2 separate regions of the Sus scrofa genome follow, and region 2 is linked to region 1. A link is a contact called in public HiChIP or PLAC-seq data. All regions are on one chromosome and are shown on one strand. Each heading gives the region's core, a stretch centred on a gene start, on an enhancer-like site or on the middle of the called end of the contact. The rest is flanking DNA. Distances are from core to core; before and after follow the strand shown.

Evidence for each region. HiChIP or PLAC-seq counts read pairs in DNA pulled down with a chosen protein or histone mark.
Region 2: a contact with region 1 is called in an H3K27ac HiChIP or PLAC-seq map of alveolar macrophages. The contact joins the enhancer-like site here to the promoter of ZSCAN2 in region 1. A contact is called at or near these places in 2 of 5 promoter capture datasets (fetal liver and liver), 11 of 47 Hi-C or Micro-C datasets (alveolar macrophages, blood, embryonic fibroblasts and 6 more) and 2 of 2 datasets of contacts at active chromatin or transcription factors (alveolar macrophages and skeletal muscle).

What each region holds. Positions count from the first base shown.
Region 1 is chr7:52,956,539-52,959,557 of Sscrofa11.1, reverse strand. It overlaps ZSCAN2 (zinc finger and SCAN domain-containing protein 2), which reads left to right and starts at 1,551. Exons shown (of 9, transcript XR_002345788.1): 1 at 1,551-1,705.
Region 2 is chr7:53,127,259-53,130,181 of Sscrofa11.1, reverse strand. IQGAP1 (ras GTPase-activating-like protein IQGAP1) reads right to left here. Exons shown (of 38, transcript XM_021098910.1): 38 at 218-1,833. The coding sequence ends at 1,720. Among named protein-coding and RNA genes, the nearest start is that of CRTC3, 18 kb to the left of the region's middle. Within about 2 kb of position 1,446, at least 1 of the 83 cell types and tissues checked has an H3K27ac peak or open chromatin away from gene starts, as enhancers often do. A contact at or near this core is called in alveolar macrophages, where this site is marked.

The DNA of each region.
Region 1 (3,019 bases), core at 302-2,801:
CCTACCAAGTATGCAGCACTCAACTGCTGAACCTCGCTTTGCATCTTTATACTTAAATTAGTTCAAGAGGTTAGTTAGTGAAAAATTCGTGAAATTCAAATAATCTTCGGAGTAGTGCAAAAAACTTTCTAAGAGTGACAAAAAATTCAGAAGCTATGAAAAGACAAGACTGACAATTTGGAGAGCATAGACATGTAAAAAAACAGCAAAAAGGGAACAGTAAACTGAGAAAAATAATAGCAACTTTTGTGACAAAAAACCATTTTCTTAATATACTAAGAGCGTTTATGAGTATATTCCATTAAAAAAATTGGAAGATAGGAGTTCCCGTCCTGGCGCAGTGGTTAACGAATCCGACTAGGAACAATGAGGTTGTGGGTTCGGTCCCTGCCCTTGCTCAGTGGGTTAACGATCTGGCGTTGCCGTGAGCTGTGGTGTAGGTTGCAGACGCGGCTCGGATCCTGCGTTGCTGTGGCTCTGGCGTAGGCCGGTGGCTACAGCTCCGATTCAACCCCTAGCCTGGGAACCTCCATATGCCGAGGGAGCGGCCCAAAGAAATAGAAAAAAGACAAAAAAAAAAAAAAAAAAAACCCACTAATAATCATGAAACATTTCTCAAACACTCATGAAATGAACATTAAATTTTCATGAACGTGAAATTTAAATGAAAATTAAATGCAGTCACTTGATTGTGGGTGCCCCCAAAAATTGTTCTGTACAAAAACACCAGATTGTTCTATCACAAACCATTACTGTCTTTCTCTTCATTCTTATATTTTCCCCTTGGGTTTCCAGGCAGTTAGTTACTCACCTGTTGTCATATGGTGATGGAGCAGCCATTCTTCAAGAGCGCCAACCGTGGGAACATCACAATAGAGGCTAATCTCCCATTCTCACCTCCCAGTGCTGAGATTAACAATAAGTAACACTGGGATAGGTACTAAAATGGAGACATGGAGCAGGTGTGCCACGGGCGGTGTCTCTGCCTAAGCAGGTTCCACACAAAAGGAGATGAAGAAAGAATCGGAGGTGCGCGGCAGAAGAGGCGAGACAGGGCTTTCCTCCAGACGCAGGAACAAAGGGGTGTGCAACAGCCAGGTGCGAGAGTAGATCTGCAAGTTGGGGGAGGGGCGCCGGCCTCACAAGAAGGGGTTTCTCTGGTGAAGATTCCTTTCCAGCTCAAGCACTGCTTTCGGCCGTCGAGGGGCCTTACAATACTACTTGCCACACAGTTCACAGTTCACAGTTCTCTTCCATCCAACTTTCCTTTTTTGCAGACAACTGGAAGACTTAAAGAAGTGAAATGACCTGTCCCGGGTCACAGCTCTGGTCCACACTAGGTTGCCTGACTTGCAGTCAACCGCTTGTCCCGCCACTGGCCCTCCCGCACAGCGCAGGCTATCAAGCCCAAACTCCGTTCCTTGGCGGGGTCGGGCGTCTGCCAGGTGGACTACATCTCCCACAATGCCTTCGGCCCAGTCTCCCTCCCGCCACCCGGCTGGGCCCGGATCCGCCAGTAGAAAAGGAGAGTTTCCAGGGGCCGTTCTCGGTGGCCAATGAGCGCGGTGGGGGGCAGGCCTCTCCCGTCCATTGTTCTCGGTGCCCCTCGGGCTTGAGCCGCCGCAACTCCGGAGGGGCCGGGCAGTGCCCGGGGGCGCTTTTGCGCGCGGAGGGACTGCAGGAGCAGGATCTGGTCTCTGGAGAGGTGAGCCCGGAGAGACAGGGCTGGAGCCACGCGGCCGAGGAAGTAGCCCGAGGCGAGGGAATAACGGGCCTGGAGCCAGTGCGGGCAGCCCTGCTGGGGGAGGGGCGTTGGGGGCGCTGTCCGCGTCCCGCGCGCCCAGCTGTCCCGGTTTAGGCGCGGGGTCCGCTGAGAGACCGACGAGATGTGGACTCTTCTCCCTATCAGTGAGCTCTTTGAACGTCCAGCCTTGGTCGCAGGGTTTGGAAGGCACATTGGACGCGATCCCGCGCAGCCCCTCATTTTACGGATGGGGAAACTGAGCTTCAGAGGGGGCGTGTCTTGCTCCGGGTCAAGCAGCGAATTAAACTGATTAAAAACGGTTTCCCGGGCTCCCAGATTAAAGAGTGGTGTTATACCTGTGTTTCTTCTCGCCAGTTGGTAAATGCACATTGAGATCTTCGGTGTTTCCACTAGCTTTTCTTTTTCTTTTAAAAAACTTTTTCCTTCCCTATTTTCTTTTCTTGGGGGAGGAGGAGCGTTATCTGAATATTTATGATGTGATGATTTTTAAAAATAACTTTTGCCTTTTAGTCTTTATTTTAAAGAATTTGTAGTTTCACTGCTGTCAACGTTTTGTAGAATTTCTATACATATTTTTTTCCTTGTGTATATATGTTCTTTTCTAAAAGGAATTGGGGTCATACTGTGTCTGGTTTTTCTGCCTTGCCAGGTTTGTTTTTAATCCATTTATTTTATATTATGAGGATTATCTTAAATCATTAATGATTAATAATTCTTGTGGAGCATAATTTTAAAAATATTTTAAAATACATACAGCAGAGTGCACAGATCTTTAATATGTACACGCTTATGCAACCATTGTCAAATCAAGATCTGGAACATTTCTAGCTTCTTTGAAACACCCCTCTCAGTTACCCTCCCAAAGCCCTAAAAGTAGTCATTATTACATCAGCATAGTTTTTTTTTTTTTTTTTTTTTTTTTTTTTTGTCTTTTTGTCGTTGTTGCTATTTCTTGGGCCGCTCCCGTGGCATATGGAGGTTCCCAGGCTAGGGGTTGAATCGGAGCTGTAGCCACCGGCCTATGCCAGAGCCACAGCAACGCTGGATCCGAGCCGCGTCTGCAACCTACACCACAGCTCACTGGCAACGCCGGATCGTTAACCCACTGAGCAAGGGCAGGGATCGAACCCACAACCTCATTGTTCCTAGTCGGATTCGTTAACCACTGCGCCACGACGGGAACTCCAGCATAGTTTTTAATACATTTTACTGTATGCATGTGTCATAATTTATTAACTCTTCTCCTGTTGCTGG
Region 2 (2,923 bases), core at 197-2,696, 170 kb before region 1:
AATGGTCTTCCAGAATACAACAAAAAACAAGGTCAGGGGAGCGGAGACCCCTGCTGCGGCCCTCCACACCTCACCTCTCCACTTGCCTGTGGGCTGCTGGAGTGTGCAGATGCCTGCAGCTCTGACATCTATCTGCACCCGCGGACCTGACGGAGTAAACAGTCTCCCGTGAAAAACACATCGCCAATATTGACATTGGTAATAGGGACACATCACATGATTTGTTATTAATGAAACAGTTTATTAGCTTTAAATATACATCAGTAGATTTTTTAAGTGTTAGTTTAAAGATAAGAGAATACTGAACCAAAACATCAGAGAAAATGGAGGCCCAGTAGCATGATTCCAATGTATTTTCCTGGATAAAAAGAGGTTTGTTTTTAAAAAAAAAAAAAAAAAAAAAAGTACATGACTTTTAATCTAAGAATGACAGCTTCCCAAGTCCAATGTTTAGAACTGGATTGTTTGCAACTAAATTTAAAACAAAACAAAACAAAACAAAACAAAAACCTGGAGCTCCTAAAGGCACAGTGTGGGCAGCAAGAGAAAAGTAAAAGAAATGGGGGAAAATAGATTTTAACAGCAAGTGTATCATTGGCTGGTTTTGTTTTTGTTTCGGTCTATTTAAGGCAGGATTAGCTCTCTCTGCAATCCTGCAGATAAATCCTAGTGTTTTGGCTATAAGAAAGTTTTAAGAGTTCAGATATACAGATAAGCCAATTTTTAAAAACCCTTTTCTTACAGTATTCTAAAGGCTTTTGCAGCATTATATAAATCTTTAAATTTCCTATCACCCACATTTTAAGAAATAAATCTACACTTTAATAAGGCACTCTTAAGATATAAAACAGTTTTGAAAACAATTACATTCTATGCTAGGGCTAACCCATTCCTTTGCCATGGGGATGGAGTGGACTGTCTTCCTGAACCTCGTCAATCTCTGCACCGTCCCAAACACGCAGCCTCCACGAACAAGAGGTGCCTCAGACCTTTCCGAATCTGCCTAAATAGCTCAATTCTCTCAAGGGCACTCTCCCACCCACTGATGAGAGAGTTACACTAACAGAGCTGCCAGAATTTAATGGTGAGTGGGAAAACAATTCATTCCCCTGTTCTAGAAACGCTTTCTTTGAACACAGAACCGTGATTTGTGTTAGGCTCCTGCCCAGAAAGGAAAACGGGATGGAAGAGAACCAATGACCCCCCATATCCTTCAATTTTACCGATGGGACAGAAACACAAAGGAACTTCACTTTTAAATGACAACCTTAGAACTAAGGATAATCTGACATTTTAATTGTGTGTCTGCTACGTATGTGGGTCACTGGTGCTAATAGCTTCCACTTCTAAATGACAAGAATTCCAATCCCACCATCCCTACTGCTAATTAAAACAAACACCAAAGCTTACAATATAGTAAAGCAACCTCTATGACTGTAACAACACGAGAGAGTCAGGGGGATTCCCCCTCTTTCCTAAGTGACAGAAGAAAAGGAAGGAATAAGGGTCAGACTAAGCCTGAAATATAATTTCACTATGAAAAAAGGGCAACGAATGTCCCATGCAGCGGGCAGAGTTAAACACGTGGACTGGGGGTGTATCCAGTCAAGGCACTGGTGTGGGCTGGGTCTTTGCTTCCTAGGAGTAAAGAAGGACCCTAGAAAGGTAGCCACGAGGCACTTCTTTCTTCATCCTTCTGGGCTGGCAGCAGGTGAGCGATTACTTCCCGTAGAACTTTTTGTTGAGAAGGAAGATCAGAAGGTTGACATTTACTTTAGCTCTATCAAATAATTTCATGACGGCAACTCCTTCATACTGTAGCTGCAGCAGGTCCTGTTCCAAAAAAACATTCTGATGGTTAATCAGGTCTGTGCCGCAAGAAAAGGAAAGACATGATGTAGAGAGGGATGCAGGAGGAATGAGGCAGGCCCGGTGTGCCAGATGTGCACCGGGGTGAGAGACAAGGCCCCAGCTGTGGACTGCCTGCCCACTGCCCAGGCTAAGTGATATGTCACCTGGACAAGGTGAGACATTTCGATCCGTGAGGAAATACACTAACCACCGAAAACAAGACGAGGCCAGTAATGCTGTCTCAGCACTGTCTACTGGAGTATTAATTTCTATTTCAAATGAGAAAGCGTTTATATTCTGAACGCAAGGGGAAGGAGAGGAGAAACTTTTTTTAGGTGCCTGCTATGTGCTCCACAATGTGGAAGCACCTTATATAGTGTCTTTTTAAGTCCTGTCAAAAATCCTACAGGGTGTGTTTATGCCAAATTTAAAGACGAGGCAACTGAGGCTCTGAGATATTAAAAGACCTGCCCAACAGTTCACAAATGGATGTAGTGAATCTGGATCTGACTGCAAAGGCCCTGCTTTCCCTGCCACCCAGAACAAACTGAGGCAATCTGAGTGGTCTCACCCCTAAACTCTGGAAGAGAAGTGATGAGAAAGCAAGAGTCAAAGGGCTTGAAGGGATCCCCAAAGGTCAACTGATTCATCTTTTGGAAAAATCCTAGCAGCTCCATGAGGACAAGGACCCTGGTGTATCACCTGGGCCTTACATCACACCTTGCACCTGGCAGTCAGTCCAGAGTTAATGAATTTGTGCGTGGAGAAACATGCTACCTGAGGCAGACTGTACAGGGCCTCACAAATCTGGTGAAATCGAAAGAATAATAGGATCCTTTCTGGGTGAGGACTTGAGTTAGCCATGTGCATCACACAATCATTTTACATCCGTGTTTTGAGGATCTACTAGGCATTGAGAAGGAAACAAAGAAATACTACCTGTCCTTAAGGAGCTTGTAGTTTGGAAGCTGAGAGGAAAACAAGCCCACACTGATGGTGAACGGAGGCTGTCTCTAGAGGCTAGGGAGGCAAAGGCTGTCTCTAGAGGCTAGGGAGGCGAAGGAGAAACCAA